Linked DNA regions of Mus musculus: all the other regions are linked to region 1. A link is a contact called in public Hi-C and promoter capture Hi-C data. All regions are on one chromosome and are shown on one strand. The core of a region is the stretch at or near the end of the contact, and the rest is flanking DNA. Distances in the headings are between cores, read along the strand shown. Region 1 holds the start of Fam118a (family with sequence similarity 118, member A). Region 2 holds the start of Mcat (malonyl CoA:ACP acyltransferase (mitochondrial)). Region 3 holds the start of Cerk (ceramide kinase). Region 4 holds the start of Gramd4 (GRAM domain containing 4).

Region 1 (6,580 bases), core at 2,755-5,254:
CTCCCGAGTGCTGGGGTTAAAGGCATGTGCCACCATGGATTTCTGAGTTCGAGGACAGCCTGTTTGTTCTACAGAGTGAGTTCCAGGACAGCCAGGACTGCACAGAGAAACCCTGTCTCAAAAAACCCAAAAAAAAAAAAAAAAGGATTGCTAAAGTGCATTTCTTAAATCTTCCACTGCTGTGGGTTGCTGGAGGGCTTTGCATATGCAAAGCGAGCCGCAGCCTTCTTGATTAGTTTCAGTTTGCTTTTACAAATAAAGTCTGAAGGTTTTTAAAAAATTGGACCCTTTACCTCCTTATTATTGAACTGTGAGAGTTCTTTATATATTTTAGATCAGGTCCTTGGTCAGACATACACGTTCCAAGGTTCTGATAGTCTAAGTCTTTCCCCTATGTGATTTATTTTTTTTCTCCCTGGTCTTATTGGCCCCACCACTCCCGTTGGCAGTCATTTTTCCTTGGCTAAACAGTCATTTCGACAAAGGGCGAGTATGGTTTTTCTGTTGTATCCTGAGCTCCTAGCACAGTGGGCACGTGAATACTTATTCAGTACTATTTCATAGCTCTTGGGGGTACAGGAGACCTGGGAGAGGAGGGTCTCAGAGCAGCCTGCTGCAAAGTTTCAGGTCAGCAGTGAGGAGGCCCTATATGAAGTAAAGGTGAGGCAGGCACAGCCATTCGGGGTGAAGTGGGTTAGAGGTTCTTCCAAGCAGCCCTACCGCCAAAGTCATCTTGCATCATCCTTTCTGCTCAGAGGCAGGGAAACCTGGACGACTTTGGGTGTGTGTGGAGCAGGGTGAGGGTCTTTGTTGGTTCCTCTGTCTTTAGTGTTTATGGCTTGCATGCAGGATGACACATACCTGCAAGTGGCTATAGTGCTTGGTATCTATATAGGCTGCGGTAGTGACTCAAGATCTGTTGTTTGCCCCCCTGTACACTGATGCAGGGTCTGTTTGCTGGAGGCATTCCAATTTTATTATAAAGCACCAGCTTCAGCCCGGCAGTGGTGGTGCAGGCCTGTAACCTCCCCTCCCTAGCCTGAAACCAGTTTGCTCAGGTTTCAGTGTTAGAGAGCCTGGGGCAGAGCTTGCTGCCCTATCGTCCTGCCACTCCCACTGCTGCTGCCTGCCACCTAGCTGTTCCGGAGCTATCACGTGTTCACCTGCAACCTTACTCCAAGATGATTTGGCGGGAATCGGGCCCCTTCCCCTGCTTCATAACTGAGTGTCAGAAATAATAAAATTGAACCTTGATCAGACTGCCTGTCTTGGTCCCCCCCCCCCCCGCATGCGCGCGCATACATGCCGCCTAGCCCCCCTCTTCTCTTCCAGGTTTCCAAGATGCCTTTCCAGACTAGAACCTAGGCATGTGAGCCACTGGCTGAACGAAACACAGGCCTTTAATCCCAGCACTTGGGAGGCAGAGGCAGGCAGATTTCTGAGTTCAAAGCCAGCCTGGTCTACAAAGTGAGTTCCAGGACAGCCAGAGCTATACAGAGAAACCCTGTCTCGAAAAACCAAAAATAAATAAATAAATAAATAAAGCATTAGCTTCATCTCTGGTGGGCGTGTGTGGGTGTGAGGGGGTGACAATATGTTGTCGTGGGACACCTGTTGTGTCTTTTCTACCACCCTAGCATTTCTCACTGAGTCTGGCAGTTCTTTCCTTTCTGGTTGTGCAAAGTTCTTTCTGTAGCAAACCAGACAGCAGCACACTGAAGCAGCTTGACTGACCAGTTAAGTCCCTGTGTGTGTGTGTGTGTGTGTGTGTGTGTGTGTGTGTGTATCCATGGCATTACTGTGGAGATCTGAGGACAAACTTCTCTGTGGGTTTGGGTCAGGGTCCGTCTTATGTTGTTCACAATGTCATGAGCCAGACTCGCTGGCTTTGGAGCTTCTGGAATTCCTCGGGTCTTTGCCTCTCATCTCACTGTGGATGTGCCACCATGCCTGACTTTTAGGTGGGCTCTGGGGATTCAAACTCAGGTCTTCATGACTGCATGGCAAATGCTTTACCCACAAGGAGACATCTCCCCATTCCTGACTCTGTTTTCTGAATCTGTGGGGGAAAAAAGTCACAATCCTTACTGCACAGGGTTGCTGTGAGAGTGAAGGAAGAGGTGTCACAGGGAAGTTTAGCACATAGTTTGTGCTTTGTAATCATTACTCTCGCAGACTTCCACAGGCACTTGCATTTCAAACAGACTGACATCTCCTGGGGTAGCCACTGCTGCTTGCCTCCAAGGCCACCTTTGGTATAACAAAGAAAGGAATCTGGTCTGTTGAACTCATGCCATGAAACATATTTTGTGCACACACCTATTCATGAATTTGTTCAGCCTACCTGAATGACGCACTGCAGGAACACACTGGCGGGCGCTACATTATCTACTCAGAATGAACACAGTGGACAGGGATTAAAGCAGTTTTCTGAGACTCCCTGTAAATCAGGGTGATCCTAGTACTGCCAGGCTGGGTAGAAAGTGTTCATCTGTCTCTCTTGGATACAGAGGAGGGCATTGTTTCTAAGGTGTCCCTTTTGTCCCTTCTGTGGGTTTGCCCTTGTAAAGCTGCTTGGCTGAATGGGCAGAGACTTCCGATCTGTGTTGACCTTAGATGGAGAGTTGGGATTACTGAGGCTCTGCCACACTGGATCTTGGAGGGCATCCAGTGTGTGGGTGGTGTGCTGTGGGTTCTAACTCCTCAGCTCCTAGCCTACAGTCTCCTTGAACAACTTCCTTCCTGTAACCCGGGAACTTCTCCAGTGTCACAGGTTCAAGTCTTAGGACCCTTTATGGAAGCAGGAGCTTGTGAACTAAATTGCATCACATGTAAATTGTTCAGTCTAGTAGTGGGAAGCCCAGACCTTTGAAGCCAATGCATGGTTGGTATTGCCAATACAACTTCTCTGGGCTTCCTCCTCTCCTGCTGTTAATTGCAGTAAATGGGGTGCCATCCTCATGGGAGATGTCCTGAGGACTGAAAAAAACATTTTCTCAAAGGCCAGCTACTTAGTAGGTACCCAGACTCAGGTGTTCAAACCACTGTTCTGGGCTCTGGTGCCACAAATTTCAAGCTGGCCAGGTAGTGATTTTGTATACCTTACACCCACAGAGTAGGTGGAACTCTGTGAGCTTGAGGCCAGCCTGTTCTACAGCGCTAGTTCTAGGACAGCCAAAGCCACATAAAACCCTGTCTCAAAAAGAAAAGAACAAAAACCCAGGTTTTATTACACATGCATTTTTCTTATGGGGCTGAAGGGATGCTTACAGCAAACCCATGTAGAAAAAAAGGAGCCAGAGGTAGAGGAAGTCCAAATAACTTGCCTGGGCAGGCCGACCTGGGAAGATGAGGAAGAGGAAATAGGCTTTGATCCATCCCAGCCTTATTTAGAGAAAGGAGAGGTGTCATTGACTTTTAAAGGTCCTCATGCTGAGTGCTCCAGCGCAGAGCCCACCCACGTGTACTCTCGAACGTTCGGGGTGGGCACTGAGTTCACCCGATTAACAGGTGCTGAACCTGGGTACATATGCTCATTAGTCCCTGGATCTAAGCCCAAGCTAGACGTGTCCAAGAGGCACATCGGAAGGGCCAGACGCCTACTCTGACACGTGGTAAGGGAGTCGGTCACTGCGGGGAGGACGTGAAGCATGCTAGGCTGGGGAAGGGCACAGGCTGTACAGCCTGTGGCTTGAGGTAGATGGAGTGAGCCCGGCTGGAAGTGGTTGCCCAAGGGTGGTTCCGGCCGAGCTCAACGCCTTCTGCGTTTCCGCGGGGCTGTCCAGGCGTGCAGATGGGGAAACTGAAGACAAAACAGCGCTGGGAAGACTGGCCGCGAGACATTCAGTCTCTTAAGACCAGGCTCATCGTGGACACGACAGCACAGTCCGTGGGTCCAATCGTAGCTTCTCTTGGGGGCGGGACGCGTCGTGGCCACGCCCCTTCGGGCGGGGCTTCCCGTTGCCGCGGGGCCGTTGATTTCAGGGCGGAACGTTCGCGCGGGCAGTGCGCGCGCGCGGGGGGAAGGCCTTGAGAGAGCGCTGCGGATTCGGCTGGGCAGGCTCGGCGTGGTGCACGCGCAGCGCCATCCGGCGCAGCGCCCGGCGGCTCCACCCAGCCGAAGGGGCGCGACCCGGGTGGGAGGCGGCGAGAGCGCGAGCGACACTGGTGTCTCCGTGGCACGGCAGGTGAGGCGGCGGGTCGGGGCTGGGTGCCAGCGCCTCGCGTCTCCCCAGCCCTCAAAACCCGCCTAGGGTGCCCAGGACCCTAGTGCCCTCTGATGCGCTGGGGACCCTGCCTCCGACATCCCCTGGGCTGCCTGGGTCCGCGGCCACCTGTGGACCTGATTACCTTCCACACCTAGAAAACCTCACCATCCTCCAGATTTCCCTCAGACTCAGCACACAGACCTCGGCGGCTTCAGGGCCCGAGACCGTTATATCTTCTCCAGAAGTCCAACAGATCCCCTCTGGTCCAACTCCAAAGCTTCGGGTCTCCAGGCCCATAGACTCCCATCCTTTCTTGGGTGGAGAGGCCTTCAGACCCACCTATCCCTAGAGACCTTCCTTCCTAGGATCTCCTGCCTCCTGCTCTCTATCTTGAGGTCCACAGAGCTTTTCAGCTTCTACTAGAGTGTTCTTGAGGTTTGTGAATTGTAAATAGGGATAAAAGTAGCACCATCTGATAGGTCAACAGAGGACCACGCATAACCAAAGAGGAGGTGGGATGTGGGGCTTCGCATGTGCGTTTGTTTTCACCGTGCAGTGGAGGCTGGTGTGGGACCGACTCATTGTGGAGAATGGCAGCGCTGGGAGTAACGGGAGTTGGGCAGTCAAAGCTCTTTTAGATTGTGCCCTCAATGTGTGGTAGTTTCTGTTACCACACACAGCCCACCAAAACCAGTCCAGGAAAGTAAAGCTTGATTACAGTGGTCTAATTGATGGGACGAAGGTAAACTAAAGGTCCATCTTTCTGGGATCCTGATTTAAGGGTGGCTGTCTTCCCTGAGGTGGAGGTTTGGGGCCAAATGGTACACATCTTATCATTTTCAGTCCTGGAAATCTCTAGAACAAGGATTATCCTTTCCTCGGGCTATTGTCATTGATAAACAGTCCTTGACTTGCTTGCTACACCGGCAGTCTGGTACCCTGAGGTAAAGCCCCAAGAAAGAACATGGCCTGATGATTGTGAAAGGCAAGGGCCAGGCATTTTTAAAGAGGGAGTGGATACCCTCTGCGGCCCAGTGCTGGGTGCTGGAGGCAGATGACACAGCTCCAGCTGGTAAGGGTTGGGAGGTGGGGATTAGCCAAGTTGGTGGTACTTAAGAGTGCCTTCAAGGCAGCTGGGGCTTGGGGGTTCTAGAGAGTAGCTGGGGTGAGGGAAGGGGATGCAAGAGGTAACAGGGAAGCAGACTCTTAAAGGTTGAGGAGTTCTGAGGATCACACCCAGGCCTTATGTTCACAGGTCAGACTGACTGGTGACTGAGCCATGTCCCTAGTCCTGGCTTACATATTTTTTCCAGTGGTCACTTTAGCTGTGGTGGAGCGACTTTTTTTTGTAGGCCAAAAGACCACAAAAGGTAGGAATGACTTGGACCCAGGCCGTGTGGTTCAGTAGCTCTCTAGAGCTTGACTGAGCTGAAAGCCCAGGCTTCGAGCTTGGGGCACTGACACGGGAACTTTTTTTAGGTGAGATTTTTATCTGTTTGCTTATAGGTGGTACTCACCTTAGCGCCTCACCAGGGTGTCTGCTATCCAAGTATAAGACACACTGCTTCCGGTAGGGGGAAGAGGGACTGAAGTCAGCGGGGGAGTCCTGAAGGAAAGGGGAAGGTACTGAAGGAGACGAGTTCGGATGTGTACCTGGAGGGGTTGAAGCTGCAAGCAGGAGGTGTCGATGTCCAGACAGGTGAGCACTGGAAGGTGTGACATGCACTACTGTAGGCAGTGAACTAGGGATTATAAGGAATAATGGATGAAGCCGGATTTGGGAGAAGGAGAGGGAAATGGAGATAGCCTAGTGCAGGAGGGCTTTCTGTGGCTACCACAGCCACACGTGACTGATAGGTACTTAGAATATACCTACAGTGGCAGGACTGGCATTTAATGGGTTAAATCTAGGGGTCCTGGGAAGCATGTAGGCTTCTCTGATATTATCCCATGGAATGCCTCTGGCCACCTGGCTTGGACACACTCTTCCTTTTTCACGTGTGAGGAACAGTCTCAGGGTGAGCCACGCAAGGCTGTAAGCAGCACAGCAAACTGTTGTTGGCTGGGCCCTTCTGGGTTGTGTACCTGTCTTTCCTCCCCAGCCTTCTGCCTGGAGACATGGCCATACCTCTTGTTTAGCTCTCCTTATCAATTCTGCTAAAGTTACTGTGTTCTGCAGGCAGCTGTGTGACAGAGCTGTCGGGGTTGGCTGTGTGTGTGTATCTGTGTCCATCTGTCTGTCTGTCCATGTTCTGGGCTTTCTGATGGTGTGTTTCTGGAGAATGGCAGAAGTCCCACAGGCAAAACGTAGCAGCCAACCTTGGGGCCCAGGATGACCTAGGAGCGTGACAGGGAGGCCTGGGGCTGCAGGG
Region 2 (6,580 bases), core at 1,845-4,344, 1.5 Mb before region 1:
ATGACCTGCGGAGACAGAGCACAACATGAGGCCGAATCCTCCGAGCTCAGTCCCGGGATGTGCCCCCTCCCTTGGAACTGACAGGGCAATTAAGTGTCACCATGAGCCAATTCTATTGGCCTGGTACTCACTCCCCTTTATTGATGAGGGCTTTCCTTAGCAAGACAGCTAAAGTCGATTCCAGTCACACTATGAGCCAGAGCACTGATCCTCTGTGGCTTCTCGGGCACATAGGATACAGAAATTACATGCACACTGCCTATGGCCGCTCATGGTTGTAATCAGTACCGGAGGAGGCTGAAGCTAAAGAGTTTTGAATTCAGTGCCAACACAGCTACATTACAGTTCACCCTTCCCATGCTTCCAAACAAAACAAAAGTACAGGCATTAAAAATATGATTTTCTAGGGGGCTGGAGAGATGGTTCATCAGTTACAAGCACTGGCTGCTCTTCCAGAGAACCCTAGTTCAATTCCCAGCATCCTTGTGGCAGCTCACAGCTGTTTCTATTCCAGGGGATCCAACACCCTCAGAGACATGAATGCAGACAAAACACCAATGCAGATAGAGTAAAATTAAACTTAAAAAACTATGATTTTCCAAGCCACAGAGAAGCAGATTTAGTCCCCCCAGACCTATTTCACATGACTGCTAACATAAGTAGGCAATGCTGGTATCTATAGACTCTCAGTGCGGGCTTGGCCCAGAGAAGCACCGAGGAAATGTGCCACAGGGCCATGCTTATTCCTGTCACCTGAGCCTTCCGTCAGGATCATGTTCATTCCTGTCGCCTGAGCCTCCCGTTGCTCCTAACAATTGCCTCAGAAGGTGGCTGTGGAGGTAGAACAGAGGGTCTCAGCACCAGTTAACATGTGTTGTCCTGGGAGTATAACATATCCGCAGCAAGTGAAGTCACATGCTCTAATGTTTGCCATGCCATCTCTGTCTTTTCAGACAGGGTCTCACTGTGTAGCCCCAACTGGCCTGGAATTTGGAGAGATCTGCCTGCTTCTGCCTCCTGAGTGTTGAGATTAAAGGTGTTCATCTCTAAGCCTGGCACATGCTCGTGGAGGCTGGAAGAGGGCACAGGATCCCTTGAATCTCAAGTTACCAGCATTTTATGAGCCAGGGTCTTGCTTGGGGCCTGAAACTGGCTTCTACATGAGCAGTAAACACTCTTAATGGATGAGCCATCCCTGAGCCCCTAACATCAATTTCTTAGTATCTTTCATTTAAGGAACTCATCTTTTAAAAACATTTTCAAAGGGCTGAAGAGAGAGAGATGGCTCAGCAGTTAAGAGCTGTTCTTCTAGAGTACCCAGGTTAGATTCCCAGCACCCACAACACAAGACAGTAACAAACTGTTTCTAACTCAAAAATCCAAAAGGTCCAGTATCCCCTTCTGGCCCCTAGGGGCACTAGACATGCATGTCACACACAGACATACCTGCAAAATAACCATACATAAATCTTTAGCATTTAATAACTATTCTAGCAACTCAAACTCATCTAAAATCACAGTCCCTTACCCTACTGTGTATTTCTTTCTCTGACACATATCTTCAAATTTTTAAAAAATCTTTTTATGTGCATTGTATTTTAATTACATATATGTCAGTGTGAGGGTGCCAGATCTCCTGTAACTGGAGTTATAGACAGTTGTGAACTGTCATGTGAATGCTGAGAATTGAACCAGGATCCTCTGGAAGAACAGTCAGTGCTCTTAACCACTGAGCAATCTCTCCAGCCTCTCAAAAATTAAAAAAAAAAAAAAAATTATGTGGGGGCTGGTGAGATGGCTCAGCAGGTAAGAGCACTGACTGTTCTTCTGAAGGCCCTGAGGTCAAATTCCAGCAACCACATGGTGGCTCACAACCACCATTAATGAGATCTGACACCCTCTTCTGGTGTGTCTGAAGACAGCTACAGTGTACTTATTTATAATAATAAATAGATCCTTGGGCCAGAGCGAGCAGGGCCAACTGGAGCCAGCAGAGGTCCTAAATTCAATTTTCAACAACCATATGAAGGCTCACAACCATCTGTACAGCTACAGTGTACTCACATACATTAAATAAATAAATAAATCCTTTTTAAAAAATTTATGTGTGTGGCCAGGTGTGGTGGCACATGCCTTTGGTCTCAGCACTTGGTAGGCAGAGGCAAAAGGATCTCCGCGAGTTTGAGGCCAGTATGGTGTACAAAGCGAGTTCAAGATATACAGGGCTGTTACACAGAAAAACCTTGTCTAGAAAAAAACCAAAATAAAGCAATTTATGTGTTTGAATGTTTTGCCTGTTTATATGTTTTGTGCACATGGTGCACATACCTGATACCCGCAGAGGCCATAAAATAGCATCAGATCCCATGGAACTGGAGTTATGGATGGTTGTGAACCTACCACATGAGTGCTAGGAACCGAACCAAGATCCTCTAGCCCAACGCATTCATCTTTAATGTGATATGTTAACTCGGTGCATTAAGTGTGAAGTGTCTGTGTCGTCTAAGATGCAAACTCCCCTGGAGCAGGGATCCTCATTTTGTGCAGTGCGTCTAGAATACTATCAACGAGGACCAGATTGGGGACCAATAAGAACCAGACTGAGGAACCCTGAGACCCAGAAGGCGGGGTCCGGCGCTCGCTCCTCGGCTCACCGCCGGCTGCAGATGATGTAGCTTCTCCACGGCGGCCAGTGAAGCCACAAAGACGGCGGGCTGGCAATGCACTGTGCGGTCCAGGTCCTCCTGGGGCCCCCGCAGGCACAGCTCCAGCAGATCGTAGCCCAGTACCCGGTGCGCGGCCTCGTAGAGCTGCCGCACACGCGGGAGGTGGAGCAGGCCGCTGCCCATGCCGACCGCCTGGCAGCCCTGGCCGGGGAAGAGCAACACGGAGCACTGTGAAGGTGGCCGCCGCCGCGCCACCGCCTCCTGGGCTCCCTCCTCGGCCACGCTGGAGTCCCGCAGCAGCTCCGCCACGTCCACGGCGTCCGGCGGCGGCTCCCGGAGGCTCGAGGCGGCGCGGCGGCCCCAGGAGCGCCAGGCCCACCCGGCCCGAGCTACCCGAGCGCTCATTGCGACGCGCAGAGCCGGTGGTCGTTATCGCTGCGGCTGAGACGCACTGCGGCTGCGCAGCGGGGCGGTCCTTCCTGTATTTCCTGTCGGGTCATCTAGGCAGCCAGTAAAAAAACGTTCCTATGTTACCTACTCATCTTTACCAGCTCTCAAACTATTTGCAGTTGCATGTCGGTCCTGGAGTGGTCCGTGCGTTTCCTTAAACATCTCCAACCAGGAACCGCAGATAGCTTCCATAGTGAGCCTTCAATAGGTATCTACGTACTAAATTGTGCACCACCGTCCAGTAGACCGTGAAAGTGCTGTGGTTGGCTTGGTTTTGCCCATGATTCTGCCAACCGTACTAAGCAAATAGTTCTTGTTGCCTACAAAGCACAGCGAGGTGTCCAAATCATAATAGGAAGCTAGTAAATCTCCGTGCGGTGGAACCAAGTACAAGTCAGATTCGCTTTTTAAATTCCACAGTTTATAGCCGAGTGGTAGTGGCGCACCTTTAATTCCAGCATTTTGAAGGCAGAGGCAGGCGGATCTGAGTTCGAGGCCAGCATCGTCCACAGAGCAGTTCCAGGACAGCCAGGGCTACTCAGAGAAACCCTATCTCAACAAACAAACAAACAAACACATACACACACACACTCAAACAAACATACACACACACACTCAGAGAAGCTCTGTCTCAATAAATAAATAAATCCTCAGTTTACAAACAAGGAGACAAACGTCGTAAAGATTGTGTACTATATGGTTAGTCACAGAATGGCACTGGAAGTTGTGCTTATGCAGTCTCTGAGAGCTATTGTGAGTCTGGGTCACACTGATCCTTACCTGAGCCCTGCACCCCTTTTCCAGAACTCTGATCTGTTCTCATTTCCTGCCAGTCTCTGCTAAGGTGCCCAGGAAATCCATCCCCGCCCCCACCTCAATACTCACCACAGCCTTTACAATGAGAAGATCTATTTGGAGGTATGTCTCAGTTTGCTCTGGCTGGCATACCAATGCCATAGACTTAAGGGCTTAATAATCGAAATTATATGTCAGAGTTCTTGAGGCTGAAAAGTCCAAGATCAAGCTCAGCACTTGCAGATTCAGTGTCTGGAAAGAATCTGTTTCATGGCTTGCAGATAACTAACTCTTCTGTATCCAAACCCGGGTGCCCTAGCCCTAACTCTGTTAGTATACAGGCAGTTCCACTGGCCTTCACTCAGGGACCTAGCAACTGCTTACCTCATTACCGGCCTTAGCCAGCTGTGCCAGGTGTGTTACAGCCACCCCAGCTCTCTCCGTCTTTGCATTCCCTCTTTGTTCAGAATGTTTCCTCTTTCTCTTTCTGCTCCCCCATCTTTGCCTCCCTGTCTACATGGCGATTTCCCTGGCCTCGTTTTCTGAGACCGGTGAACCTGTTCGAGAGCTGCCCACAATAAACCAGCTTTTATACTTTTAATTGGGCTTGAGTTGGATTATTTCATCAGTGGGGAAAAACTATTAATATCCCCACATGATAGATGGGGGGGGTGTTTTCTAATAAGGGTATTCATCTAATTCATGAAGGTCCCACCTCTACTTAATCACCCTGACCCTCCAGGTGTCCTCTAGATTCCTCTAAATGCCTTCACCCTGGGGATTAAGGCTCAATATAGGAATTTGATGTATCAGAGAGGATGTGCCTCTCAGTACTCCACATCATCAAACATATTTCACTGAGTTTGAAGAAAATCAAATAAGTGTTTCAGGCTTTCAGGCTGTTCAGTCTTGTTTTCTTATTTTATGTTTTCACATGTGTGTGTGTGTGCATGTGTGTGTGTGTGTGTGTGTGTGTGTGTGTGTGAGAGAGAGAGAGAGAGAGAGAGAGAGAGAGAGAGAGAGAGAAATAGGTGGGTAGAACCTCACTATGTAGCCAGCCTAGAACTCACTATGTAGACTAGGCTGGCCTCCAACTCTTGGAGATCTGCCTGCCTCTGCCTCCTGTGTGATGTGGCCAAAGGTGCCCATCACACATGGCTACTTTTTATCTTTTTAAAAAAAGATTTATTGATTTATTGATTGATTGATATGGATACACTGTAGCTGAACATGGTTGTCAGCCTTCATGTGGTTGTTGGTAATTGAATTTTTAGGACCTCTGCTCACTCTGGTTGGCTCTGCTTGCTCCAGATGCACCAGAAGAGGGCGTTAGATCTTATTATGGGTGGTTGTGAGCCACCATGTGGTTGCTGGAAATTGAACTCAGGACCTTCGGAAGAGCAGTCAGTGTTCTTACCCGCTGAGCCATCTTGCCAGCCCTACTTTTTATCTTTAATTATCTGTATATGTGCGGGGGCTTGCAGGCTGTTGGATCCTCTGGATCTGGAGCTATAGGTGGTTTTGAGCCACCTGATGGGAGTGCTGGGAATGGAGCTCAGGTCCTCTGCCAGATCAACAAGCACTCTCAGTTGCTGAGCCATCATTTTCTAGCCTCGAGGTTTTGCTTTGGATAAGGAAAAGGTCATAATCCCACTAGAGCAGATTCACTGTGCAAAACATGACCAGAAAACAGTGCAGGGCTCTTTGGCCTAGGGTCCAGAAATACCCAGCCAAGGACTGTTCTGTTTTCACATTTGTTCCTATGTGTATGCTTGAGTGGAATCTGTGCACATGGCGGTGTGTGCACACATGCATGTGTACATGGATGCAGAGACAAGGAGTCAATATTGATGGTCTTCCTCTATCATTCGCCACCTTACTTTTTTGCAACAGGGTCTCTCACCGAACCTGGCACTCATTGGTTCATCCAGCAGGGCTAGCCAGTGGGTTCCAGAGATGCTCGTGACGCTTCCCCTCAAATGCTAGCATTGCAGGTGCGCTCTCCCACCCCTGGCTATTTACACGGACTCTGGATATCTGAAGTGAGGTCCTCAAACTCGTGCAGCAAATGCTTTACTGACTGCGCTGTCTCCCTGTTCCAAAGGAATCTTTGGAAGATGTAAATTCCTGCCTGACAGTGGCCGTGTATGTCTTTAATCCCAGCACTCAGGAAGCAGAGGCAAGCAGATCTCTGTGAGTTCAAGGCCACCTCTGTTTACAGAGTGATGTGGGATGTAAAACCATGCCAGGAAGTTTGATAAAGTAGAGCAGGTTGAGACCCAGAAACTCTTGGGCACACACCTGAGTGTTAGGTGACTCCCAGCTCTCTGCCAGATTCCCAGCCTGAAACACATGTCACGCTCCTTACATAAGGAAACATGACCTGTGGTCATGTAGGCCCAGAACTGAGTTCTCCATGCCAATGAGGTACCTAGAGGACCAGAGGGCTTAGCCAATAAGCTTCCCTTTCCAGACATTCCTCCCTGCAAAAGGTATTCAATCTCAGGCCTACCCTGAGAAGTGGGCTTGGGCCATTTTTCACCATGAACAACTAATAAACTGTTTAGAACCATGGACTGTCTTTTTCATCAAGATCTGCCATGGGGAGCCATGAAGAAGACCTTTGTCTACAGAGCTGCAGCCTAATCTCCCTTAGAAGGCCTTTCTGT
Region 3 (6,580 bases), core at 1,414-3,913, 1.1 Mb after region 1:
GCACAGTGGTAATAAAGTCCGAGAACAAGAGAGACATGCCCTGGGAGGTGATGCCAGGGGCACATGGGAAGAACTTCAGGGTAATCAAGTCCCAGGCACTGAGCCACAGAAAGGCACTCTGAAGACAAGGCTGCTTTGACTCCAAGGCTAGAAACCGGGTTGGTGGCGATTGAGTCTGAGGCTACCTTAGCCCTACCTCCCTTCAGCTCAGTCTGCAGAGCCTCAGCACAATACCAGAGTACGTACGGCCCCAACTACCCACACAGCCATTCTGGGTAGAATGAGCGAGGGAATGAATGAGCGAATGAAGGGCAACAGAAATTCAGGGTGTCCTCCAGGGAGTCCTGACTCCCGCCATTCCCACAGGTGCCTGCTCAGGGTGACAGTCACCCAACCTTGCCTACCTCCATCGTCCCCACCTAGACTGGGTCAACTGCCTTCCTTCAACTCTGCTCTGTCTCTCCTCTCTATCCTCCCTGAAGAGATCACCAGGTCTTTGTAATAAATAAATAAATAAATAAATAAATAAATAAATAAATAAATAAATATTCAGCTGGAAACAACCATCCAGGGGCTTCCTTTGATACCCACTATAAAGACCAATGCCCACTTCAGCCTGCCAGACTGAGGGAGTCCTGGACCCTATCCCCCAGCTCTTCCCCACCAACCGTGACCCTGACACTGGATTCTCGAGGTTCCTTATCAGTTCGCCATCAACACTCAGCCCTTCCAGGTTTCCCTGGGCAAGCACCACCCTTATAAAGTGAGGTCTGCACTGGTGAGTGACCACCCCTTTGGGACTCAAGCTTGATGCCCTACCCTCGGAGGTTCAAATTGGGATCCAAGCCCATTAGATGCACTTATCCCCACGCATCCCTCTGTGCCTCCTTAAGTGGAAAAGGCCCCACTCCATCAGCCACTAGGCTAGAATCCCCAGGTCCATCCCCTAGCAGGCTCTCAAGGGAAACTTGCAGGGGATGTTTGCTGTTTGGTGGTAAAGACTGTGCTTAGCAAGCCACAAGCCCTGGATTCTATCATTCCCAGGAGAGAGAGAGAGAGAGAGAGAGAGAGAGAGAGAGAGAGAGAGAGAGAGAATAACAAGTTGGGCTTGGTGGCACACATCTGTAATACTAGTCTGAGGCTGAGCCACATAGGAAAACAGTCTCAAAACAAACAAACAAACACAACAAAATGGAGCAAGGAATTTATGAAACTGAATTCGTCTACAAGGTCGTCTACAAGGCCCCCCAGCCCAGATGTCCACATACAATCTTCTGTAATCCTCCTTTTAAGGAGGACTGAATGACATCTTTAAAATCTCCGCCAATCCGTCGGCCACCAGACAACCTGCAGCAAAGCACCGGGGAGAGTGGCTCTAGTGTCCTTGCACCATTCCCAGTCACTGCGGGTGGGTTGCGTTTTTTCCCCATGCTGGCCTAAGCTACTCCTCTTTCAACCCTGAGGGCGGCTGAGCAGGGTGTACACTCCATCGGAAAGTCAAAGGCCCTTGCTCAACTGCCTAATCGCAGGAAGTCCCTGCCAGGGCCCCTCTGGGCTTCTCCCATAGAGAAACATGTGTATGTACTTGGGTTCACTGTATTGGACGAAGAATATGACCAGAAACCAGTCCTGTCCAGGTGTGCCAGCGCCATCCCGACGGCAGCACCAGCAACAGACCTCCCCCAGGGTCCCGCGGATGCTCCGGGATGGGGGGTGGGGGGCTGTGGACGTCCGCTCTTCCCCTCCCCCTCCAGCACCTCCAGAGGCTTTGTCATCCCAGTTCCAGGAGTATCTGGGCTCTCAGCACCCAGACGGTTCCCCGCCAGAGGCCGCGGAGTACTTAGACCGCCCGGCACCCGGGCTCTGCGTCTCGGATTCCCCGCGCCTCGGTATCCCGGGCGCCTCTCCCCGTGCCCCAGGTCTCCTCCCTCCGAGTTCCGCCCCATCCCAGCCTGCCCGGAGCGCTCGGGCTACGCAGGCCGGGGTGGATGCAGCGCCGGCCCCACCAGCCCGGGATGGCCACACTTACCGGCACCCGGCGCGGAGGGCCCGGGCTCCGGGCTCCGCCACCAGCGTAGCAGAGCCCGCGCGGGCTCCAGGCTGACGGCACAGCGTCGCCGTTTCACCCACAGCACGGAGTGCAGCGGCTCCGCCGCCCCCATTGCCCCCATCGCCGCCGGCGCGGCCTCGTCCGCCGGGCGCGGGGCGCGCGGACACCGGGGGGGGCGCGGGACCGTTAGCGGCCCCTGCAGTCTGCCCGGCGGTGACGCGGGGAGGCGGGAGCGGGAGGCGGCGCTGCGTCACCCGGTACGCAGAGAGGGTGGCGGGGACCCGGGAGGAGGCGACCAGGGTGAGGACAGGAGAAGCTAGACTTGGGGCCAGAGAAGAATCAGAAACAGAGGAGTCTAGGGAGCCTAGGATGAGGAGCAGAAAAGGCCTAGGAAGGAACGGGAGGGAGGGGTCAGAGGAGGGGACTGAGGGACCTGGCTGTGGGGAGGGCGGTCGGAGCGGCCGGGTGCCCTGAAAGACACTAGTCTGTCGCTCTGGCTGCCCCTGGGTCCTGCTGGGTCTGCACGAGCGACGGGGTAGGGAGGGCTGCAAAGGGACGGGCGGAGTCCCAGCAGCGCAGAAATGTTGCCCGGGCGGTCCTGGGCAGGCGATAGGAGGCCGTGGAACTGCTGGTGTGCGCCCAGGAGCGATTTGACCTTGGGCATCCGTCTCTTTTTAGGTCTTGGTCTCCTGGCGGCTAGCAAGAGTCCTGCAGGTTAGTCCCAGTAGGCAAAGGAAGGCTAGGATGGAGAGGACAGGGGTTACCTTCCAGGGGAGTGGAAGCTTCATGTGTGGATGGTTGTGGGTCTACAGCCACCAGAGAGACGGGAGAAGGCGTCTTCTTATCAGTCACCTGACTGTACCCTCCCAAACAGGCCTAGGGAACCGGAGTTGCTGCTCTTGATGCAGCTTAACATGGGACAAGCTGAACATATCCACCTCAGGGAGGTCTTCCTGGACTCCGTCTCCCCCAGCCAAAGCATCCCAAGACACAGCAGGGCAAAATTCAGCACTGCACTCATTGCATATCTACCCATCTTTGTGAAAATTCCATGGGCATGTGGGCTTGTCCCTTACTGGGTCTCCAGTGTCTAAAATGGTCTCTGTGCATAATGTGTTACTCAGATATTGGTTGCGTGATAGCATCTGTTCACATCTGACCAAGGAAGAGTCTCCTCGGAGATGCTAACTGGTCCAAGAGTGCAGGGCTCTGTGGTGTGACAGAGCTAAGCCTCACAGCGGAGTCAGCTTTCAAGAAGACAGGAGAGCCTTCTGCCCTCCCCCTCAGCTCTCCTGCTGTTGCAGACTGGGGTGGAGCTGGCCAAGTCTACCTTGCCTGTGCCTGGTACCAGAGGGCTAAGGTACAGGTCTGATCCTGTCGGTGCCCTGTGTCCATCTGCAGGGCAGGGACAACCATGAATCACTTGCTTCCTGGAAGCCCAGCCCAATGGTAGGCTCCCTGACAGCCCTGGAGTGTTGGTTAGGCCCAGGCAGAATCCTAGCCCCACCCTGGAGCAAGCTGGACCTGACCTAGCTCAGTTGTTAGTTGAAGCAATGGCTGTCCCAGCTCTTTCCTTTCACGGCTATCGGGATGAGGCTTGGGGAATGTGGACATGAAACTTCTTCAGAAACCTCTTGCCATTGCTGATGATGCTGCCTCTGTTACTGGTGAGGGGTTGTGTCGGGCAAGGGCAGCAGGGGCTATTATTATTATTAATTATTATTATTACTATTATTATTATTATTATTTTGAGACAGGGTTTCTCTGGGTAGTCCTGATTGTCCTGGAGCTCACTCTATAGACTCTCAAACTTAAAGATCCACCTCCCTCTGCCTCCCAAGAGCTGAGATTAAAGGTATGAGCCACCACGCCTGGAAATTAATGCAGTGTTTATATGTAAGTGTTTAATACCAAGAGGACTGGACTCCACCTTAGTCCTAGAGGAGTTCCATCCAGGAAGACACAGCCACACGGTCCACAAAATACTAAAGAACCTGAGGAGGGCCACCTGTGTGAATTATAGCTCACTAGTGAGAACCAGGATCCTGCAGTGCCTACCTCGGACTGAAGTGTACCCCCCTCCCCCATTTGAATTCTGAAGCCCCAAGCTTGATGCCATAGATAGTGGCTTATTTGGAGACAGAGCCTTTAAAGAGGTGACTCAATGAGGGCTTTTGGGGGCACGGGGAGGGGGGGCAATAGCTTGGTTCCTGGACAGAGGTTGCCACTTCTTCAAACACACTCATTCACATATGCGCACTTGCACACATATGAACACATGTGTACAAACAAATTAGACCATTAAGGGCCGGGTGTGGTGGCGCATGCCTTTAATCCCAGCACTCGGGAGGCAGAGGCAGGTGGATTTCTGAGTTCGAGGCCAGCCTGGTCTACAAAGTGAGTTCCAGGACAGCCAGGGCTATACAGAGAAACCCTGTCTCAAAAAAACCAAAAAAAAAAAAAAATTAAACCATTAAGGTAGTCTCAATTCAGGTCAACCAGTGTACTTAGTATAGGGGGGATTTGAACACAGATCCAGGGATGTGTACATAGAACACAAACTATGAGAAGCACCTGAGGAATGGCCATCTACAGGCCTCAGGAGACACCAGCCTGATTGGACCCGTGGTGTTGGGCTTCCTGGGTGTTAGAGTGCTGTGGTGACCCTGGCCAGCTGGTGTATTAGCCTGGCAGCCTGGGAGGCCGCAGTGCCAGGACTCACTGGGAACCTCTGCCAGGGGGAGGGCAGTCTAATGAGGGATGTGTTCTGGGAAGCTGAGGTAGACAGGACGGAAAGGCTCGGGCCCTCCAGGCTGGGGACCATAATGAACACAGCACTGGGGGTGGGAGGAAAGGAGGATGCTCTCTCTCCAGTGCAGCTGCCAGGCCCTTGCTGCCTCTGAGTCCCCTGGGGCTCATCCATTGTTGGGTGTGAAAGCAGATGGCAGAACAGCCGACAGAGCCTTGGAAACATCCGCACAGCCTGGATCAGTCCTGGGCTGTGTGGGTCTCTGCACTGGGACTCAGACCCAGATCCATCCCCCTGATGGCTTCCCAAGCTCCCTGGACCACCTCTTACCTGACTGGTATACCCTTCCCTAGCTAGGCCCTGATCCGAACACCTTCTTACATGTCTGTCTGGAAAGTGTCTACCCACTCTCCTTGCCCACAGCCACCTCTTTGTGCTGTTGAGGTCCCCTGGCTGTCGTAGAACTTCAAGCAATACCTGACTACCTTACAGCCAATGATGCCCCAGCCTGTTGTTGGCCTGGTGTATGCACAGCTGCCCCCACCCCCCTCTCCCCGGTTTAGAGGGGCCATATGAACAGGAAGACCAGGGTGTAGGCTCAGCCCCAGCAGCCTGGAGCTCTCATGAGCTACACACTGTCCTGTCCCTTCCCTCCTGTCACAGGTCAAGCTAGGCAATTCAGTTTCTGACCTGATGCTCTAGGTCATACAAATCTGGGATTCCGACCAGCGACCAGCTGTATGCAGCCAGCACCCTCCCTCCTGGGAGCCAGTTTCTCTCTCACACACGGGCTGCCTGGCTCCTGAGATTCTGTCCAGTCCCACATATTGCCACTAAACATGCACATCCCACCGATTGGGTCACCTATTGGGGAGGTAGCACCTTCCACCTTAGTCATTTCTGAGCTCCTCTCCCTCCGGGAGGCTGGGCTCTTGTTTACACTTGGCCTGCCTGCTTATCCTCCCAAGCTTCCTCCCTGATGAAGTCAGCAGGACTAATTGACATCAGAAACTGGAACACTGCTGGGCGGGGCCAGAGGATCTGGCAGGCCATACCCACAGGCTGCCAGGAATGCTGCCCTCTGCCCTCCACCCTCGAGGAAGAGCCTTCCAAACACTAGCTGTCAGAGCTGACTGCCTGGAAGAAATGCCCTAGGCTCAGAAGCCTGGTTGATGTTCGATAGTCAGACTCACGGTTCACAAAATGCACAATCTAACCTGCCCTCAGGACCCTGACTATGACCGGAAACACCCATTTATCTATTCCATTTAACAAATGGCAAACGGAGACTCTAGAGACCAAACTAATGCGCTCAAGTGACAGATAAAAGCAGTTAGGGGAAGGGTAGTCAGGTTCTCCTGTCCCCACCCCGACACCTCAGAGTCAAGATGAGAAGTTAGAAAGTAGCATAAGCTAAGCTCAATGCTGCATTGTCAGTGGCCATGCCAGCCTCTCAGGCTCTTCCCTGGGACAGCCAGTCCACCTTCAAGAGGGCAGGTAGGAAAAGAATATTCTGGCAGAAGTGTCCTCTCTCATCTAAGAAATCTAGGTTTGGGCTGAAGAGCAGGTGGCCCGTAGTGTGCCAGAGCCTGGAAAGGCTTCAGGGTAGACCAGGCCAGAATAATTCTGTCTTGGAGACAGAGATTGGGGTGCTTGCCCCCCTGGAGAGCTGAAGGGGTGCCCTGCCTAGGGTGGGGGTGGGGCAGAGATCAGACTTTGGTTTGCTTTGAGTCTGCAAGTCCATCAGACCTGAAGGGGTGACCCATCCTGAGCAGGGACAG
Region 4 (6,580 bases), core at 1,182-3,681, 1.0 Mb after region 1:
GATGCGGTGATGCTATGGCCTCTGGTGGCTCAGCTTGACCAGAAGCCCCAGCATCTCCCAGGCTCCCTTCCCATCACCATTAACACATGCAGGCTGAACCGGAAACAGCAGAGATGGAGATATGCTACAGGAATAAGGCCAGAGAGGATTCTCCCCTGGGGTCAGGAGCTGAGGGCAGGGCCTGTCTACAGAGGAACAGGAAGCCAGAGAGAGTGACTGGACGTGAGGGGCAGGGCTTCCTGTAACACCTCGCATAGAGCCCTTCTGCAGCTGTGCTGGCTGGCTTCAGGATGTCCTGTGTGATAGTGAGGACCTGCCTGTCATGCCATCCTCATGAGTGCATGTCAGGGACTTACTTTTCTATTGCTTTGATGAGACATTATGACCAAGGTGACTTACAGACAAGTGTCTAATCTGGGACTCCCATGGGTTAGTCCGTTAACTATCACGGCAGGCAACATGGTAGCAGACAGGCAGGCATGGTGCTGGAGCGGTCGCTGGGAGCTTATACCTTGAGACACAGACATGAGGCAGGGAGAAAGTTAACCAGGAATATGGGTTTGTGGAACCTCAAGCACACCAGAAACACACCTCCTCTAGCAAGGCCACACCTTCTAATCCTTCCCAAACAATGTCACCATCTGGGGAACCAAGCATTCAAAATATGAGCCTATGGGGGCCATTTCTCATTCAAACCAACCCACCTTCCATCGAGAGCCTACTCTATAAAGCCAGCTCAGATCATAAAGCCTTTCTGAGGGCAGAGCCCTTCAAAGTAATCACGTGCCACATGGGTGTACTGGGGATTAAGCTTGCAATGCAGGGACTCTGGAGACACACTTTAACTTCAGCAGGGAGGGATCCCTACATGAATGCATCGAACCTCTCCTGGTAGAAGCTGCCCAGCTGAGTTCACAGGAGAAGGGTGGGGAATGACTCCCGAGAACTCTGGCTTCCTGGGAAGCTAGAAACATTTTCTAACTGGGCGACTGGTCAAGGGAGGCTTTGTGGAGCTGAAACTTTGGAGTTAGCTTGGAAGGTTGGGTAGGGCCAGAGTGGAGAGGCTCCCCCCTCCTCCGCGCCCCAGGGAGGATATGGTCTAGGCAATCCTGGAGGCAGGAAAGTAGCACTTGTGCTTGCAGGGGGCGGTGGGGGTGGGGCGACGACCAGAGTCCGGTTTTGCTGTAGGACAGAGAGGAAGCAGGGAAAGCCAGGGGTAGGAGGAACCAGCGAGATTGGTGTGGCATTGGGCTGGGATGCCGCACAAAGGTGACTCAGAGGAGGTTCCTGCCCAAAGTAGCTCTCATCTTGCCAAGACCAAGCCCTGCAGGCAGCTTAGCCTGGCATCTCACACTGCCAGCCAAGAGCCATTGGACAGACCTCATGTTGTGCTACACATGGGCATTGCTTCTCACTCTGCATTCAGAGAGAGAGAGAGCTCACCTACAGGAGCCTCTCTGGATGCCAGCCCCAGACCCTGGGACAAAGGCCTGTCTGGAAGGTAGGCAATGCTGGAGGACAAAAGGGGGCCTGAATCCTGCCCCCACCCACCCCACCCCCCAGAAAGCTTCAGAGTCCTTCAGCATTCCTCAAATCTCCTGGGGTGCTTGAGACATAATAAGGTGGGGGACAGTTCTGGATTGAGAGGGTTGGAGGTGAGGTCGTCAAAGCCCCGCAGTGCAAGCGGGTCATGTGGTCACAGGTCTAATGTGCTGTCTCCACTTGCTGATGCTGAGTTTGCTACAGTCACCCTCGTACCCTACAGTGGACCTCCTAGGTCAGACCCCATACGGTGCTGCAGGTCAGTCCTCCAACCAGGCTAGGGCCTGGGGTTCTGGAGGGTGTGGTCTTTTACCAGGTTCATTAGTTATCTTTCTGGGTCCTTGTCAACCCTGGTTTTTGAAAGGCGAGTCAAAACGGGGGAAGTGACTCCTGGAGGATCTCTTTTCCTTTAAGATAGTACTAGAGCTAAAGTAGGCTTCCTATCGCTACGGTGACATTTAAAGGTATGTGGCATTCCTGGTTAGGTACTGAGTGGGAGAGAAGGGAGGAGTTGCTCACTGCCCTCCAGGTGGAGGTTCCATGTCCTTTTCCCAGTGTGGAGCTGTGCTCTGAGTCCAGCCTGGCGGTGCCAGGACAAGTATTTCTACACCAAGCGCGGGTCTCCATTTGGCAGTAACCGTCAAGCCAGTTCGCCGGGAGAGAGGTGACAGTGGAGTGTATCCTTGTGCTCGGTTGTGCCCGTGGCTGCGACTGGCAGGCGGCCACGCGTGCGCGTGGGCACGCGCGGCGAGGACCCACGTGGGTCACCCAAACAAAGGCGGCGCCGCGTGATCGGGCGCGCGCGCGCGCACACACCGGGCAGGGAGGGCGGGGAGGCGAGGGGGCGGAGCGGGGCGGCGGCTTGCGCAGGCCCGGTCGGGGGGCGCGCAGACTCCGCGCAGCAGGACGTGAGCGCGCGACGCGGCGCCGCCTCCGCGCTCGTGGCCGGCACCCGCGGGGCCGCGTAGTCCCCGCTCCCCGGCGCCGCTGGGCTCCCGGGAGGGCGGCAGGTGCAGCGCGGCCGGGTGGCCGGCCAGGGGGGCGCCGCGGCGGCGGGTGGATGAGAGTTGGCCCCGATCATCCCGCAGGGTAAGCGGCGCGCACGCGGACTCCCACACGGACCTGGGCGACGCTGGCCACGCTCTGTCCTAGCTGCCGGGCCGCGACCCCGTGTGCCCACACTCTCACTCGGTGGCCCACAGCAGCGACCCTCCCTTCGGGGAGCAGCGCGGGCGCGCCCCCGCACACACGCTCCCGGGGCGCGCGTCACGGCCGCCCCTCGCGCGTACCACGGGCGCTGTGCGGGTCAGGGTCCTGGTGGGCGAGAGGCAGACGTCGATGGGACGCAGGGCCCAAACTATGATGTGGGGGAGTCATTAGATGGGTCACCATGCCTAGGCCGCTAGCGGGGGGGTCAGGATGAGGGCACAGCAAATGTCGTCCTACTGACCCACTCTCTTGGTGGTGGGGGAGGACTGAAAAGGAGGAGGGCTGTCCAGGCCGGTGTGGCCCAACAGATGACCCGGGGAAAAGTTGTGGACGCTTGCTCCCTTTCCACACCCTGCTCTCTGTTATATCTTTTCCTTTCATTTGGAATTAGCCTATGGGATTCTGGGGACAGTTGGCACCTGGGCTGGAGCTTAGGCCTATGTGTTTATACAACCGTTAAGGTGGGGTGCTGTGTGGCAGTCCCTAACCTAAGACTTCATCTGTCCAGAGCGGGACCAGCACCTCTGAAGGGTGGAGAGGGACTGACTAGTCTGGATGTTGGTTCCCCTGTGGCCTTCCTACCCGTGGCCAGGGTAAGAAGCAGGCTTCTAGGGCCAGAGGCAGAACCTTGTACTCTTTGGAACTTCCCATTTTCAGAGATAAGAGAGATTCAGTTTGGGGGGACCTTGTTCAGAGTGGGTTCCCTTCCTGCCTTGCCTTGTGTAGATTAGGGACAAAATTAAAGGTGCTGAGTCTTAACGCACTCCCCCCCCCAATCCTCAATTTCGCTGAACCCCAGCCAGGTAGGAGCTTGCTTTAGGGCCAGGTTCAGAAGGAGGGGTCATGGTCCAGGCTCTGTAGGGTTTGAAATAAAGGACAGTTGGAAGTTAGTTTATCTCGGATACCTGTTCTGTGAGATCGGGCAAGGCACTGTCACAAAACCAGCCCTGCCTCAGTTTCCTTATCAGTGGGTGACTAATGACAAGATAAGAGTTAACAAGATGGTGTGGGTTCCACGGCAGCCAGACACACTCTAGGTGAGGAGTCAGGCAAGGCCATCCACCCTGTGCCTCTCAGGTGGCTTAGTGGCCCTGCAGAGATCGGAAGAATCTTCTCTCATTCTGCCCAACCTGTTCCCAGGCCCATTTGGGGATACACAGCCCAGTCCAGTCAGAGTGCTTTATTTAGTATCCCTGACCCGTGCTAGGATGAAGCCACAATATAAAGATGCTCTCTGGGACACCCCAGCTGGGAGTCTCAGTCAACATGCCTGCTCCTCCCTCCTCCCCAAACTGCTTGTGGACTTGGAGCCCCCTGCCTTTGCTGTGGTACTGATTACTGAACTCCCAGGGGTACGGGCTAGGATATCTAGGAGGTTGGATACCCAGGATGGAATTCTTTGTGGACCATCATTTCCCTGCTTTCCTCTGCCATCCTGGCTGATGGTGGTGAACATGGCTGTCCCTGTTGGTTCCGGAGATGTCTGTCTGAGTCCATGCTAGAACTTATGTCCTATAAACTGCCCGAGATAGTCTCAGAGTTGAGGTCTGTTTCCACCCAGCCTGGGCACCTGTTTATCCTGTGCCTCCTCCCCAGGCAGGCAGAGAGGTTTTTGCAGAGGTGTATTCCTTAAGGGAAAACCAGTGGTCTCTCTCTCTCCAAACCTCCTGGTGCCCTCCATTATCGTGGCTCCCCCGGAGTGGCGCCAGCAGACAGCGCAGTCGTCGGTGCCAACAGCCGTGGCCTCCGCTGTCCTCATTCTCTCTGGGCTTCACCTTCACCTTCACCACCTAGAAAGAGGAGAGTCGGACCTGTTTCCTGAATCAACATTTCTGCCTCACAATAGCGAGTGCTCCACACAATGGAAACAGTGTCACCGGAGGCTCTGAGACTTGGCTGTGCTTGTACGGCATAGGAAGTTACAGCTGTTTAGAAATAGCAACTCCAGCCATGCCACATCTGGACAGAATTCATGTCTGGAGAACCAAAGGCTTAGTATTCTGCTGTGGGATCCTTGTTGGCTAATGTGCTTTGTGGTGTCCCTTCCTTCTCTGGGGACACATGGGAGCCCTATCCAGTTCCTCATGCACTGGTAGGGCTTCTCTCTAGAAGCCGGATCTACTGAGCCTTTACAGGGTTGGGGTGCTCATGATGGGGCAAGGACTGTGTTTGGGGGCCGTCCTCTTTGGGGAGCTGGGTAGGTAGGTTCTCCTTCTAAGCAGCCCTGGCCCCTCTGCTCTGGTGTTTGGCTTTCTTGGTATATCATAATGGCAGCACTTTAGTGTGTGTGGCGGTAATTGTCTGTCAGTGGAGATGCAGTGACTGGCTTGTGTGGTTGGGCCACCTTTTCTGAGCTTCTGCATTCTTCCCTGCTAGGTGGACTGCGAGGGTGCGGCTGGCCCTCTGGCAGTGCGGGGCAAGGCGGCAGCCCGCTTGTGTAGGTAGGTGGCTGTTGGGACAGTTGCTGTGGTGTGTCAAGAGTGGAGAAACAGCAATCCTGAATCTAGAGAGATAAGATGGGAGCCTTGCAAAGTGAGTCACAGGTGAATGCCGTGAGGCAGATCCTCTCTCCCCGGCCTCAGGTGGCCATTTCCAGGGAGGCCTCCACCCCAGGGCCGTTTGACCATAAACAGGGTCTCTGGAAGGTTTGGAATGTGAGCTCTGTGAGCTGACTGGGGACTTTTTGGTACCATTCATAGTGGCCTTGGGGCTGCATTCTCCTTGGCTTTTCCCTGGTGGCTTCCAGCTTTTCTTCATTCTAGACAGAACTAGAAAATAGTGGTTAGAGAAGGGGCGAAAGTCCTTAGCCAGGTGTGGGCCAGCATTAGGGAGGAGGCCTAGCCCAGCCCAGGTGGGTGGGCCCAGGGCAGCTGTACCAGGTCAGAGCCTGTGGCTGATGGAGAAATGCCGAATAAAGAAAAAAAAATCCTGCTGTGACTTAGGGGTTTTCCTAATTGTAGAAAACATCGATCTTTTCTCCTGGGGTGTCTGTGTGTGGCCAGTACTGAAGGCCTGGGAGGGGACTTTCAGCTATAAGTCACCACTAATAACATTTGACATCTAAAGGCTATTGTTAAGACTATTTGGTGTTTGAATTATAACCAGGGTTGTGATTATACTTAAGCCTGTGATTAAAGTCCCCTGTGGTTAGACAGGAAGACAGGAAGCGTTAGCCTATCTTAAAAAAAAAAAATCAGTAGTAAGAGAAATCCATGTACGTACTGCACACTGTGCCAAGTGCCAAGTGCCTCCTCTCACCCCACGTACTTTTGCTGTGATCATTGGGTAAAGAAACTGAGGCACAGAGAGGGCCACAGCTGGTTCAAGGGCTTGTTAGTTAGTTCCATAGCAGAGCTAGGATTTGAACTTGTGGCCACAGCAGCTCTAGGGCCCCATGATAACCCTTCTGTAAAGCTGAGTTAAAAGGACCATGTGGTTTTTAAAGGTGTGGCAGTATCTCGCCGAGGACCTGGTGACATTCTGCTGAGATGTTCTCGTTCATGGTTTGTTTTTGTGACTATTGATGGTGGGTTCTGTGGTGGGCTCCCTCCCACGGTAGGGGTACCTCTAATATAGAGAAGTTTGGGGGTTTCTCCAAGATACAAGACTTTGTCCCTTTTTCCTGTTTGTCTCTCTTCCCATGCAGAGGGCCTCTCCACACCCAGTTATCTCCATGTCCCTTGTGTCTGGCAGCCTCTAGTGATCCTCAGTGGCACCAACTGGGCACCGTGCTCTGCCTTCTCTGGGCCATTTGGCAGGTCATACTGCAAAGACCCTTGCTTTAGGGTTCCTCTGTAGTTGAGCCAGGCTGTGCAACCAGGAGGGGCCA

Evidence for each region. Promoter capture Hi-C pulls out the DNA fragments that hold promoters and counts their contacts. Hi-C and Micro-C count contacts between places; a contact is called where the count stands out from the background.
Region 2: a promoter capture Hi-C map of embryonic stem cells shows a contact between it and region 1, with 2.5 times the contacts expected there. The contact joins the promoter of Mcat here to the promoter of Fam118a in region 1. A contact is called at or near these places in 5 of 39 promoter capture datasets (the C10 cell line, embryonic stem cells, liver and 1 more) and 2 of 115 datasets of contacts at active chromatin or transcription factors (bone marrow-derived dendritic cells and embryonic stem cells).
Region 3: a contact with region 1 is called in a promoter capture Hi-C map of pre-B cells, with 2.3 times the contacts expected there. The contact joins the promoter of Cerk here to the promoter of Fam118a in region 1. A contact is called at or near these places in 2 of 39 promoter capture datasets (liver and pre-B cells) and 1 of 484 Hi-C or Micro-C datasets (muscle stem cells).
Region 4: a Hi-C map of CD8 T cells shows a contact between it and region 1, with 4 times the contacts expected there. The contact joins the promoter of Gramd4 here to the promoter of Fam118a in region 1. A contact is called at or near these places in 1 of 39 promoter capture datasets (cranial neural crest) and 1 of 484 Hi-C or Micro-C datasets (CD8 T cells).

Annotation. Positions count from the first base shown.
Region 1 is chr15:85,033,058-85,039,637 of GRCm38.p6, forward strand. It overlaps Fam118a (family with sequence similarity 118, member A), which reads left to right and starts at 4,005. Exons shown (of 9, transcript NM_133750.4): 1 at 4,005-4,187.
Region 2 is chr15:83,552,617-83,559,196 of GRCm38.p6, forward strand. It overlaps Mcat (malonyl CoA:ACP acyltransferase (mitochondrial)), which reads right to left and starts at 3,095. Exons shown (of 4, transcript NM_001030014.2): 1 at 2,655-3,095; 2 at 1-5. The coding sequence starts at 3,071.
Region 3 is chr15:86,183,478-86,190,057 of GRCm38.p6, forward strand. Cerk (ceramide kinase) reads right to left here and starts at 2,664. Exons shown (of 13, transcript NM_145475.4): 1 at 2,030-2,664. The coding sequence starts at 2,171. Gm15569 (predicted gene 15569) reads left to right here and starts at 2,251. Exons shown (of 3, transcript NR_155352.1): 1 at 2,251-2,307; 2 at 2,729-2,764; 3 at 3,175-3,719.
Region 4 is chr15:86,056,331-86,062,910 of GRCm38.p6, forward strand. Gramd4 (GRAM domain containing 4) reads left to right here and starts at 2,432. Exons shown (of 19, transcript NM_001379572.1): 1 at 2,432-2,631. The coding sequence starts at 2,603. Gm41375 (a long non-coding RNA gene) reads right to left here and starts at 2,286. Exons shown (of 3, transcript XR_875536.2): 1 at 2,062-2,286; 2 at 400-511.